Linked DNA regions of Zea mays: all the other regions are linked to region 3. A link is a contact called in public Hi-C data. All regions are on one chromosome and are shown on one strand. The core of a region is the stretch at or near the end of the contact, and the rest is flanking DNA. Distances in the headings are between cores, read along the strand shown.

Evidence for each region. Hi-C and Micro-C count contacts between places; a contact is called where the count stands out from the background.
Region 1: a Hi-C map of leaf shows a contact between it and region 3, with 6 times the contacts expected there. The contact joins the promoter of LOC103633234 here to the promoter of LOC100274659 in region 3. A contact is called at or near these places in 3 of 25 Hi-C or Micro-C datasets (ear, leaf and tassel).
Region 2: a contact with region 3 is called in a Hi-C map of ear, with 2.4 times the contacts expected there. The contact joins the promoter of LOC100277921 here to the promoter of LOC100274659 in region 3. A contact is called at or near these places in 2 of 25 Hi-C or Micro-C datasets (ear and tassel).

What each region holds. Positions count from the first base shown.
Region 1 is chr7:162,422,321-162,426,627 of Zm-B73-REFERENCE-NAM-5.0, reverse strand. LOC103633234 (abnormal spindle-like microcephaly-associated protein homolog) reads left to right here and starts at 2,199. Exons shown (of 20, transcript XM_008654930.2): 1 at 2,199-2,991; 2 at 3,624-4,092; 3 at 4,192-4,274. The coding sequence starts at 2,365.
Region 2 is chr7:162,403,099-162,407,607 of Zm-B73-REFERENCE-NAM-5.0, reverse strand. LOC100277921 reads right to left here and starts at 1,434. Exons shown (of 11, transcript NM_001151364.1): 1 at 1,070-1,434; 2 at 617-716. The coding sequence starts at 1,250.
Region 3 is chr7:162,182,905-162,187,824 of Zm-B73-REFERENCE-NAM-5.0, reverse strand. LOC100274659 reads right to left here and starts at 2,717. Exons shown (of 1, transcript NM_001148984.1): 1 at 2,013-2,717. The coding sequence starts at 2,584. The coding sequence ends at 2,228.

The DNA.
Region 1 (4,307 bases), core at 950-3,449, 240 kb before region 3:
CGAAGAGCGTACCCTCCAGACACGCCGATGCGAGGTGGTCAGGCTTCCCTGCATCGGTCGCCTTTACGGGGGCATCGACGTGTTTCTCCTTCTTCGCGTTGGTTGTGAGGCAAGGTGGTTACGCGCGCAGGAAGTCCCTCTGCGCGTGGAGCCACGCCAGCGGCCACGACCGCCCCATGGTCCCCTCCTCCGTGTCGTCCCCTCCATCGAGGAACGCCGCGTCACATGACTTGGAGAGGAACGACCGGAACCAAGACCTTTACAACTTGTCCTAAGGTCCTCCATCGCTCTGACTGCTCCTGTTCTACCGGCTGAGACATCATCGCATTTGCTTTGCTTCTGCGACTGCGGATCCGGCGATCGACAGGAGGATATCGATCCCGGCTGTCTCGCAGCTGTGCGCGCTGGCGACAGCCTACCGGCCACCACGATACAATCGCGCCGCCGATCTGTCAGGCTCGATGGCGGCGTCCCAAACGAAAAGGGGAAGGACCGAAGGAATCAGGCGGCATCGCCCAGGTAGATACATAGATAGATAAGAGAAAGGCGACGATTACTGCAGATCTTGACTGGGGCGTGGATTCGGAGGAGATTGGGCTAGGAGAGGAGCACCCGCTTGCCCTCTACGCAGAGCTACCGGATCTCCGCCTCGGACAGCTGCACCTGGCGCCCTCCTCGCGCCGCCACCGGCAACCGCTGAATCCTCGGTGGTGGAGTTGTTGAAGGACAGGGGCATGGCCTCCCTCGATTCGACCACCACCCGGTGCCTGCGTGCTTGGTCGCAGTTGCCGCCGTTGAGGCCGTGCTCGGAGGAATACCAAGTCCCTGTCGCAAAGAACGTGGGAGGAAGAGGTAGGGGAGAGATAGGTACAGGGAATCAGCAACCACGGGAGGGCGGTAATCCTGCTCACCAGAGTTGGGGAAGGGGCTCGGGCGGGGGCATGGCTGCGCCCTTGTTGTCCTTCTTCTTGAGGGACTCGAGCGCCGCGAACAACTTGTGGCAGGGGAAGGGGCCACAATGGCATCCTCGTCCTCCTCCTCCTCAACAGCCATCACCTCCTCCTCTGCTCCTCCCTTGCGAGACGACGGGCCCTTGCGCAGAGACGACGGGGGCAGGGGAAGGGGCGCCCTTGCGAGACGACGAGCCCTTGCGCAGAGACGACGAGCCCTTGCGAGACGACGTTGGCAGGGGAAGGGGAGCCGAGGACTTGCGCGTAGGAGGGCAAGGATGGTGGGGGCGGGTGGGGGCGAGGACGGCGGAGAGCGGACGAGGGCGAGAATGGTGGGTAATCCCGGGAATGGCGCCCTTCCTTCGATGGAGAGTCGGGCGAGGGCGAGGATGGCGGCAGAGACGCGGGCATGGCAGAACCACCAACTTGTGCACACCTACACTAATAACTTAAACAGTAGTAAAGATTCGTTGGTTGAAGAACTACCACAAGCCATTCCAAGGATTGGACACCCAGTTACCCAGCTCGGCAGTGGATAGACCAGGCACTGGTTGGAGTTTAAACTATACTAATGGCAACCACAATTTACATAGATTATTTTTTTACAATATCCAAGTAGTCTATAAGAAGAATACCACTAGAGATAAAGATCCCTCGACCACATTTTGGACCACTAGAGAGAGAGAGAGAGAGAGTAGAAAACTAATATGTTTACTACTCATGAGTAGTTCTATGGACACTATTGTCAGATCCCACAATGTTTCAGCTAACTGTTAGATAATATTTTAGTCATATAAACTACTTTCATCCAAAAAATTAGAGGAAATTGATCGATCATGATTCATACAAAATTAAAATAGCAATCAAGAGAAAACGATAATTATTGAACTTTATATTAAATGAAACCAAATTTAACGATGTAAGTAATAACTAGAAAAATTGAGTTAGTATAATTTAAAAATATTTAATAACCTACAATTTGGAAACTGTTAGAGGTTAAAATTGTTTTTGTTCTTAATATATATTTAGCAACTTGTTAAATCTAAGTTTAAAGAGTTATTTTTTAGTAACCGATGGAGATTCTCTAACCCAGTTGTCCAGACCGAAAGAAAAAAAAATGAGACATCGTCTTAGAAAAGTTTGAAAAAAATAATGTTTTTGTCGGTGTCAAACTGCCAATGGATCGAGGCCCATGTAAACCTGGCCCAACAGAGGAGCGTGAAATTCGAAATTCGACCGTTCGACATCACCAAAACCATGAATCCCGCCCAAACGCCAATTACTGAGTACTGATCCCGAATCCCCAACCATTCGAACGCCACGGCCATCCCCCTCGAATCCCCTCCAACTCGAACATTCCGGAATCCATGGAGGCCGGCCCCCAAACCTTCTAGAGCGTGCTTCTCCGGTCGCCATGAGCCGCCGCGAGCCGGACACCTCCCCCTTCTGCGACCTCTCCAACCTCCGCACCCCGAGACCCAACCCCAAAACCGTACCTCCCTCGCCTCAGTTCTTCACCGCCTCCAAATCCGCCCTCCAGGCTCCCACTCCGACGTCACTCCGCCGCCGGAGGCCTGGCGACGGCGTCCCTACCCCGACGCCCCTCGGCCGCCGCCTCCACGCCCTCGAGGTCGACCAGTCGCGCTCCGCCCGCCGCGCCGAGTCCGGCCGTGAGCGCGCCCTCCGTACCTTTTCCGCCTCCGCCTCGTCATGGCTATCCCTCCTCCTACGCGACCCCTCCGCCTGCGGGTGCTTCCCAGGGTTCACCGGTTCCGCCGCGGCCGCGCAGCCCTGGGCTACGGGGAAACGCGGCGCGCTCGATGGAGACCGGGCGCGTGGGGGGCGCAGCCCGAAGAGGTGCCGCGGTGGTGGTGATCGCGGCGGAGAGAGGAGCAAGGAGATGACGCCGGCGATGGTGGCCGCGTTAAGGGAATCTCTTAAGGATGCGTGCAGCCTGGAGGATGTCACGGAGAGGATGGAGAAACACATGAGTAAGGGCGCGTGTGAGGAGGTGCTCTTTATGATGTTTCAAATTTGTAAGGTGAGAAAAAATCGAGGCTCGAGGGTTCAAACTCTACGGCTATGGCATATAACATTCTTATTATTGTGGCCTACGGTACATGCTAATTTTGCTTTGTTAGAAATTTGAAACAACGAATTATCTAATTTCGACCTGTCGTCAAACTGAGATTGTATTTGAAGAACTGGGCATGGCAAGCTGGCAACATTTAAATTGCGAGTGTAGATGTGATAAAGTATAGTATCGTCTTTGAAAATAACTTATGTAAGATGTGAAAATTGGATATGAGTATATGAAACATATGGTAACATTATGCATCACTTCGTTATCAGTATGACTGTATGAGTGCCTGCTGTTTTTTTCCCCACAAAAGGGTATGCTAAGAATGAGAGACCGCAAAGTAAAGCAACTAGGATTGTCTTTTGTACATAGCTTTTGCTATGCACTTAAATATACCTTATGTCTAGATATATAATAAAAACTATAAATTTAGAAAAGTCAAAACAATCTATGGAACAGAGGGAGTACTCTCATGCACTTTCTTATTTCCTAAACGGTATCTAGTGATTATAAATGCTATAAAAAGTTTTCCTATATTATTCAGTAGAAACATTATTCTCTAACTGGCACATTATTTCCCCCACCTTTTTCAGAACATCGATGAAGGCAGATTGAAGATGAAAGCACGGTGCCCCCTTGTTACTGACCTTAGGCTCAAAGAGAAAGCAACTAGGGTTTTCATGTCCTACAATCCATATTGGCTCAGGATTGGCTTGCATATTGTTCTCGGTGGTGATTCCTTGCTGCAGACTGGACAAGGAAAACGGGACAAGGAGGTTCATTTTCTAAAACTAATTTTGGAGAAGCATATGCTTTCTCAAATCATGACTGCAAAATCATGTGGTAACAAGAAGCTGGTAGAAGAGCACCATGTACAAGGTTACAGTGATGTGCTGGGCAATATTATATTGAAAAGAATTTTTCTTCTTGTTGTTGCACTAGACAGAACCAAAATAGAAAGTACTCTTCCTCTCGAAGCTGGAATCGATGGCCTTGATGGTGGATCCCCTCTTTTATTTTGTCACCAAAGTCAAATAAAATCTAGTCGTCAAATCATTCAAGGTAATATAGCTGAATCCATCGTTTTTTTATTATTTTTTGCGTCATGCAAGTGTTATATCTAGTTGTCATTCTATTATTTGACTGGTTACTTAATTCTAGAGTCTTTGAGGGAGACCATGCATGGAGAAGGTGACATTCTGGTACACCTCACAACTATGGGATATAAACTAAATTATCAACAGGTATCCGAATTTGCTGTATTACTGTACCAAACA
Region 2 (4,509 bases), core at 185-2,684, 220 kb before region 3:
TTGGATAGCTGAACGGTCCCTGGAACCTGGCTGCCCACGTGCAAACGCCGCCGCCGAGCCTGGTTCCCGGGAAACACATTTCGTTTTCGTTTCTACACAGCCTAGCCCATTCTGTGAGTCCTCGTGTTCGCTGCTCTCTCAAGGCATGCACGAGGCAAGTAGAAAACGACCAACCAATCACACTGCGGTATAATGGTACGAATGGAAACGCCAAACAAACAAGGTGCTGCTGCATGCTCAGAACTTGGTTCGGGAGCGCCTGGCTGCACAGGTACCGGCATGTCATAGAAACGAGAACCAATCACGCCAGTAGCCTATGTAAGAACGGTCGCGACCAAAACCAGGCCTTGGACCTGTGCTTTGCCGTGGAACAGATGAGGGGATTTTTTTTTTAACTCAGGGCCTGAGCAGGGTTACTCGGACAGTCAGACCACCTAACAAACCCAGCTAGAGGCCCTTTCACAAAGCCTACTCGTATAAGATGCGCAAAAATGTAGAATGCATTTATCAATACCGGTTTCAGTCCCACATTCGACGGGTAATACAAAATACAGCGTCCAGGGAAGCAATTAGTGCATAACGGATAGATACAAAAGCAACATCAATATTTCCTTACTTCTTTTGCGAGAGGAACTCTAACGCGTGAAGCACCAACGAGTACAAGTACTCCACCTTCCTACTGTACACTTGAACCGATCCTTGGAGTAATAACGCCGCTGTAGATAAGAAGACACAAATTAACAAGGCAAAATAACTTTGTTCTGGTACATTTCCCATATTTAATTGTCCTTAGAAAGGGTAAAAACCTTGGGCGAGCTAACAACTAAAAAGAAGCTGCTTCCTTTAACATTTATTCAAGCAAAGGAAATAAAACCGCGCAAGATCAAGCAAGTCAAGTCCACATGTTCAAGCCTCCATCCATCGTCAAAGTGTCAAACCACCCGAAGTGTCAAATTTTTAACCTCCCACTCCCAATTCCCAGCTCTCCAGACCCCTAAGATAGCACAGCCGCTGAAAAGAAGTGCCGCACATTGACCGCAAGAAACCCTGGTCCTCCGCACCACCGTACCTTCGGCAAAGTTGACAGAGTGGGCCCCGTCCTCGCCGGAGACCTCCCCTGAGCAGATCTTGAGCAGGTAATCCTCGAGGCTCTTGGCAACGTCCACCTCCCAATTCGACTCGGGGTCCCTGTTCGCCTGCAGAATAGGGAACCTCCCGCCGCTCGAGCCCCCCTCCCCGCCGCCGTCCATGCCTCCGCCCCAGGCTACTAGGCGCAAGAAAGCATCATTCTGCGGTAGGGTTAGAAACCTGGTTCTAGAAGCTTCTGGAAATTGGGCGGGAGACGAAGGCGCGAGAAATCGGAGGTGTGAAGGCTGAAGGGGAAGGAGGCTAGCCGGCTAGGGTTGGGACTTGGGAGGGGGTTTGGGGAATTTTGGATGTCGGGTTCTCCCGCTCAATGGATTTGGATCAGCGGGAGTCGCGTTTCGGCGAGGAGCCGTTGGTTCAGTTTGGAGTCAGCTTCTCTTAGTCTGTCTTCATGTCTTCAGCAATATCCTCTATATTCATACTCTAGATCTGTCATTTACAGTTTTTTATAAAATATTTTATCCTCTATATCTCATTCTCCTCCAATAACGTTCTCTAAATCACGTCATCTATACGTAAATACCTATATTAAAGACATTTTTTTATTTTTTATTTTTGTACATTATTTGTCATTCTCTCAAATATATTGTACATATTTTAGTTTTGCTAAACCGGTTATTTAAAGTATTCAAATGAATAGAGAATCGTTTAGAGAAACTCTATATAGAGAGTGTCAGAGAGGGAATTCTCCGACCGGGTGGCAGAGTGCACTCGCCCTAAATCCTAAGATGAGGAAGGGGCTTAAGCGTTTTGTCTGTCTTGCTAAGCGATCACCAAGCACATGAACACGCGAGGATTTAGAGTGGTTCGGGCCGCCGGATCGTAATACCCTACTCCACTGTGGGTTGGATTGTTGTGGAAGCTTGGGAATCGAGAGTCTGTCTAAGTCTGGTCCTGAGAGAGCTTGTCTTGTAACGCTGCATACCTCCCCTTTTATAGCTAAGGGGGTATGTACAAGAATACTGAGCCCCGGCATGTGGGCCCAGGAACATAACGGATGTAGTACTTGGAGCTACTAATGCTTGCTGCTGGAGCAATCTTCTTGTGCCCTGACATCCGAGATCTGCTGATAGGAACGGGGTGTTCGATCTTCCGTCAGGTGAAGATAACTATTGATTTGGTGGAGATGTCACACAAACGATCCGGCTTCCAATCAACACGACTAGAACCCCGCAATCGCAGCACCACTTCTCCTCTGGTTATCAACCGTGCGCTGCGCGATTGACCTCGCCACGAGGGCTAATTCCTGCCTGAGAATCGAAGACACAAGCAAGAACAAGAAAGAACACAATCTAGAATATTGCGGATGAATGATTAAGCTCACAAGTTGGGGTCTCACAAACCGATCTACGACGACTGTTCTTGACAGATCTAAACTTAAGCAAAACCCAACCTAATGTGGCGACGGCTATTGAATAAATAGAGTATTAGGGCGTGCGTGACCCCTGGACTCGCCCCTAATGGGCTCCGACGCGATACACGGTCCAACGGCCCAACAGATGGTGTCGCAGCACCAAAACAGAATCTGAATGCTGACTTATTTCGACGATTCCCGTTGACTCCGGACGAATTTTAGGATGGAACCAGTTGGGTTGGTTAGATAATCTTCTTATCTTTCCAACCATATCAAGTCCGTCGCAATCGGAGTCTGGATGCATCTTGGGCGTCCATTTTAGTGCAGACTGGTCCTGGAACCCGAGATGGAGTTGCAGTCGAGTCGGACTTGATCTCCTTCCTGTTGTGGGCGCCCTTGTTGCTCCTCCTCAACACCTAGGCCTTTCTCAAGTCCTTGTTGGTCCTCGCCAAGGTTCCTAATCATCAAAACATCCATGGCCCCAAGCATAAGCTCTGAAACACAATTGACTAGGGCAGAACGTACCTGGAGAATTAGCTGTCGTGCACGCGATCGTGTTATCGGTCCATTCATTGTATGTATAGAAGTGATGTCCTCATCATCTGCGTAGCATCGGCGTGCAAGGAAAGCTTCTCATATAAGGGATGATGAGCACAGTGCACCGCGCAGCACGGCCGTACTGTTTTGATAATGGACTGGACATGTGCGCCTTTTGCAGGGTGGCCCTGGCGCCGCCTGCCAGCGGAGTGGACAGGACGCAATAAATGCTGAGGGGGCACATCGCCTGTCAGCAGGGTGGACAGGCGGCGCGTCCTTTCCGCAATAAATGCAGAGACCGCGCGGCCTAGAGACCTTATGTCAGGCTCCGCCCGCTGGCTTACGTCACGGGCAACAAGCCACGTGGCAGCATCGGGTCTCCGCCTGAGCGGGGAGCGCAAGCGTACAAGATAAGGCCTAAAAGCATCTAGGCCCCTGGTTGGTTTTAGTGATTAATGACAACGTAACATTATATGTGACTAACGTGTGTTTTTGCAGAGACAAATGGTAAGTTAGGTCGCATAACAGGTAGAAGTACTACAACGGTGAAAACAATCCCGGAGATAAGAACTCGAAGCGACGGCTAAAACGACGAAACAAAAGGTGAAGGTCTACGGAGTCCGAGTGTCAAGGAGATGTGGACACTCGCGATTTAGTTAGGTCTTTTATTCTCTTTTAGTCGTACTATAAAGAGGGGTTGTCGATGAGTAGTTTGACCAAGAGAGTTCTAGTGTAGTGTTGGTGCACAATCACACTCATACACAGTGCTAGGTGTCACTCTAGAACTCACACTCAAGTTAGAACGAAAACCGATTTGAAAATCAGCTGAAAAACAAGAGTTAGTGTTTCTGGCTTTGGGGCACCGGACTGTCCGGTGTGCACCGGACTGTCCGGTGCACTCTCTGCCAGGTGGGACCAGGCTGGTCCACGGCAGAGGCTTTCCCCTTCGCAGAAACCCGAGAGCACAGCTTTCGGAATTGAATTTTAGTGGCACACCGGACACCGCACCGGACTGTCCGGTGTGCACCAGACAGTGGACTGTTCACTGTCCGGTGCGCCATGAGTCCAACGGCTCCCTGTCAGAACTAGCCGTTGGAAACGACCGTTGGCGCACCGGTGGCGCACCGGACTGTCCGGTGCGCCATTGCGCAGTGAAATGCCTGTAACGGCTAGTTGGTGGGTGAGGGCTATTTATACCCCCTCCACCCACCATATTCAAGGTCTTGCACTCCACATTTATTCCAGCACATTACTAGAGCATTGCAAGCACCAAAAGCCTAGTGAGGAGATTAGAGAATCATAATCCACGCTTGTTCCTCATTAGCGCTAGTGAGAGCCACCTAGAGCACACACCACTTGCATTAGACTTCTCTTGGTCAAGCGAAAGTCTACGACTTGTTACTCTTGGTGATCGGCATCACCTAGACGGCTTGGTGGCGTTGGGAGCTCGGTGATCACCGTGAAGATCTTGT
Region 3 (4,920 bases), core at 1,468-3,967:
CCTCCACTTGTTTCGTTCTACCGTTTACCAAGGCAAACGACAATCTTGTGCAGGTGAGATATAAAATACTAACTCTACTCTTTGGTCCTACGCTACTACCTATGAAGAGGACGATGCTTGGTTTGGGATTGGGGTAAGCAAAGCAACAAACCTTGTCACGGCAATCTTCCATAAACAGATAAAGTGCTACAGGTTGGTAATATGGGCATGCATGAGAAAGGAAAATGAGGGAGAAAGCAATAAAAAGCTAGTACTTTCGGCTTCATCTCTGTATATTCCTTTATATGAGCATAAAAAAAGAGCCTTAAAAAATAGCTGTTTATACTTAGTCCTAGATAAAAAAAAGCGAAGTTTAGCGTGATTTTCGACCAAGTGAGATGTGAGGTCCGCTGACATGACAGTGATTATATCTATTTATATAGAAATCCTCGATGAGGTGAATGGATCACCAGCTAGTAACATCATCAACCACAAGAACTTTTCAATTCCCCCGTGCTCACAATAATATACGGCCCAAAAATGTTTCTACGGATTGTTCTGTAAGTTCAATCCACCTTACCCTAGCTAGGTAGAAAATCCGGTCGCCATGCATGCGTGTAATTTTGGACCACGCTATTTCGAATGAGATGTTTAGGACTATTTTGGATGAGATGTTTGGAACAACTATAGTTCCAGAAAAATTGGTAGAGTTAATGAAGCAGATTATTAGAAATATTTAAAACTATTTAAATTGATATTATAAACTAAATCTCCACACTAGAGCTAGAACCTAAAGCCATCCCAAACACCTCATAATCTGCTAATTCGCTTGTCAACCACTTGAAATTATAAACTGCTTCCGATTTGCTTTCATTTGTGAAGCGACAATTGGATGCGAATATGAACTGAAAAAACCGAAAACATTTATCTTAGTGTAATACAGTAGACAAACTCCGACGCGGATACAGCCTAGCACATAGTTTAAACATCTCTGCTATCTCTTAATGCAAAACATGCTGATCTGTAAAAAACTAATTTGAAAAAAAGAATAAGTCGAGAACGGTTGATCTCCTTTAAAGTCAACACGGCCTAGATCAGAACTGTTCGTGCGTGGAACAGAATCTCGGTTGGAAAACAAAACCAAAAAATAGCTTACATATGTTTGACAAATCAATCCATAGCTCAACTAATTTAGTTAACCGCCTTTAGAAGCGCATGTTAATGACCAAAATAATTTTATCTACAAAGAAAACCAATATACATGGACAATTGAACGAACGTGCTGGTGAGAACTCGGCGTTGGAGAAGCCAAAAAATAAAAAAAATAGAGAAAAAACAAACGGACGACATGTTCAGAAATCAAGCGCCAGAAATGGTCAGAATTCACGATGGAGTAAAAAAAGGTTTTTCTGGTGTGCTCATTTTTACCCTTAGTTGTGTTTTTTTTTTTTTGCTCAGTTTTGCCTTTTTCAGTGCTATAGAACAGAAGGGTAAAACTGAGCAAAAAACACAACTAAGGGTAAAAATGAGGACAACAGCAAAACCGAGGGCACCACCATAAAAACACCAAAAAAAAAAAGAATGAGAGCAGCTGAGGAATGGATGTTCACCATCTCAATCACTCTGACCTCGAGCGCCTCCAATGTCTACATAATGGTATGTCCAATGTCTACATAATGGTATGAACAGAGGAGGCACAAGGCATCAGAACAGACAACAGGGATTCTATTGTACTGCATGTCAATATTCCTGCTTCATCTTCATCCATGATCTGATGATCATAAGTGGATTAAGAGCAGTAGAGCACTACTAAACGAAACAGCACAGTACAGATTTAGCGACACGATTCAGAAACCCTCCACTTCAAAAGCAGTTCAACCAAGCTGAAATGAGCTAAAATTACTAACAAAGTACAAGCTCCGATGGTAATCTGTACTCCATAGTTCCACAATCCAATGTCCAAAGCAAAAACAGGTAAGCAGAGATGTATCTACTCAACAAAAAAAAAGATAAATAACTCTTCATAGCTTATATGTCTATCAATATACTTTATTAAGATAGATTGGTCTCCTGATCCAAGACCTAACAAATGTACACCCTATCTGGTATCTAATGCTATGCTACTAGTATGAATATGGCAACAAATGGCTAAGCCACGCATGCATGGATTGACGGAGGTGCTAAATAACTAAAACAGCAAGTAATATCAAGTAACATGATCTGATCGTCAATCAGACCATGGTCCGTCTCACTCGGGTATGGTCTGCAGCGACGGCCGCCACTGCCCCTCCTCCCTGTGCCGGAAGTTGGAGCTAGTGCTGGCCACGCACAGGAGCTCCGAGATGACGTCCTGGACGGGCACTCCGCAGCCACCGCCGTGCTTGCCGTCCTCTACGCGCCGCAGCAGCTCCTCCAGCTGCTTCCTAGTGATCCTGATCTTCACCTCCGTGGCCGCCGCCGGCGCGTGGCCGGCGCCCTCGCCCTCGCCCTTGCACGCCTCCTCCCTCCTGTCCTCCACCCACACGGGGTTCGTCCTGGCGTAATGCACGGAGCCCGCACTGCCGCTGCCACCGCGACGAGGCCTCTCGAGACAGCAGTTTCCCATCGATCGGGTTCCCCCTGGTGGGCACGGCACGGGAACTGGATACGGATCGGCTGCTGCTGGAGGCGAAGGACGAGCGAGTTTCGTCCGTGTGCAGTGTGGCCGAAATGATTGGTGCGTGGAAGAAACCGCAGATCGTTTACGAGGGCGGCCGTGGTGGAGTAGTTATAGGCGCGGCGGGCAGAGACGGGAGGGGAGGGGCCGAAGGAACGAGGAGGAGGAGGACGGGACAGGGGGAGCCGGGAGCAGATGCGCGTCCGGGACACGTGGATGGCCGTGATCGGGGTCGCGGATGACGGGCCCGTGGGCGGGCCGACCACGTCGCCGCGCTGGCTCGTCGTTGGGTGTGGGATGGGCTCGATCGGGCTCTGGCGGTGCCGCAAAGTGTGAAACGGGGGGAAAGGGGGATCGTGTTTAAAAGCAAAGTGGGACCTTGTAAACGTGCCTGCCGTTGGCGACGACAGCGCTTTGTATTTGCAGTAGTTTTTTTTCCCCTGTGAACAAATATTTATTGGACGGTTTGTACTTCTTTACTTTGTACGTTTCTGAGCTGCTGTTATGCACGCCAGTATGCCACGACCACTTGGTTTTCTTAACTGTGCGATGCCCCACGTGGCATTGGCAGCTAGCTTGTACGACTTGCATGCGCTCGAGAAAAAATATCTATATGCTTGTGTAGCTTACTAAAAGAGTAGCGCAGCTTGCTAATCATGCTAGCTAGTGTTGTACAACAGAGAAAAAATATCTACATGCCTTGATGTCTTCAATCTCACTAGCTTCATCATCATCATGAACACGAGACAACAGAGAAGGAACGCTAGTTCAATCAGTTCAAGTCCTTAGCCATATTTCTTCACTCCAGAGTTAATCTGACCTTACGGGCAACAGTTCATCATCGGTATGTTTGTTTGCATACCTATCGTGCCAAGCATTGACACACGTTTTCTACCATACTTGTCTAAGGTTATGGACATGTTTGTTTTCCTACCTAAGGTGCTATAATATGTCTGAGCTAGTTGCTTAATAAAAAATTAACCTTAGATAGAAAAGTTAGACACGTTGTGGTATTTTAGGCAGCAAATCAAACAACCCATAGGTGTTCAAATTCCGCGTCAGACCATGGTGTGACTAAGAGAATTTTGTCACACTTTTTATGAGTCATTGATGACCGGAACCTACGCATCAGTAGAAAAATCATGTTACAACCGCGGCTACAAACCAAAAGCACGCCTAACTCTATCAAACCTGGCTAGCCTTAGGCTTGAAAAATTATGGCAAGCGAGGTAGCGAAACAAACAGGCTAAAATTTCGCCTGCAGCGCCACAGTAGTTTTAGATCTTTTTATTATCTTTGCTGGTCTCTCTACGTACTATAGTCTATAGTATAGTCTGGAAAACTATAAAGTCAATTCGCAGATGCTAATACATTTTAAGTTCAGCGACAATGCGGAGTTTTACCATCCCTTTTGAAATATGATACGCTTTTTCCCTCTCAGAAAATCATACGGTTCGCTGCTGCTGTTGTTTTTCCCAGTTGTTGCAGCTTATCATTAGGCTGACTTGTGTAATCATGAACCATATCCCAACCGGAGAATGATTAGCAGTTAGCGTATGGCATTGGTACCACCTCTCTGAATAATATAATGCAGGTCTACACTAGCACTACTACATCCCTGAAACGGTCCTCTCACCTTGAATGATTTGATTTTGGTCCCAACCATTGCAACTTCTGGAACGAACCATGCATGGCTGGGTATCCATGCTAGCTCCTCCTGCTTCCAATCTAACTCCGGCTTAGTACTAGTAAACAATCTTCTGGTAACCACCGTTTCCTTTTTAATCCCCTGCAGAATAAAAAGAAGACGGTGCAGGTTGTGGCGTTCTTAGAACAATCATGGGGTGGTGCCAACCACTGTAAGCTAGCTAAAATGGTTCGGTTCAGACCTGGGAACTGCATCATCGAGGTAGTACTACTAGTAAGGTGGACGCATGATTGGTTGCAGTATATATATGTATATACCTGTCCGATCAGACACGCATTATACTCCAACAGCTGAGACCTGAGATCCGTCGAGTCATCTAGGTCAACACAATTCCCCGGTTGGTTGGGGGATATATGCCGGGTTGGTCCGGCCACCTGACTGATTGGTTTCTTTGGGACCGCCCGCCAGCCTCTGACCCCCATGCACATCGCCGCCACCGGCCAGGAGTTGGCCGGTCGCCGTCGCCGCCGGCTGGCTGGCTGGCTTGCTTGCTTCCCGTGGAGGCGGAGGCGACCCAACCGCGCTCATTTGACAAGCAGCGCCCTCTGCCTTTTACCAGTGGTTGACATTGTGATGG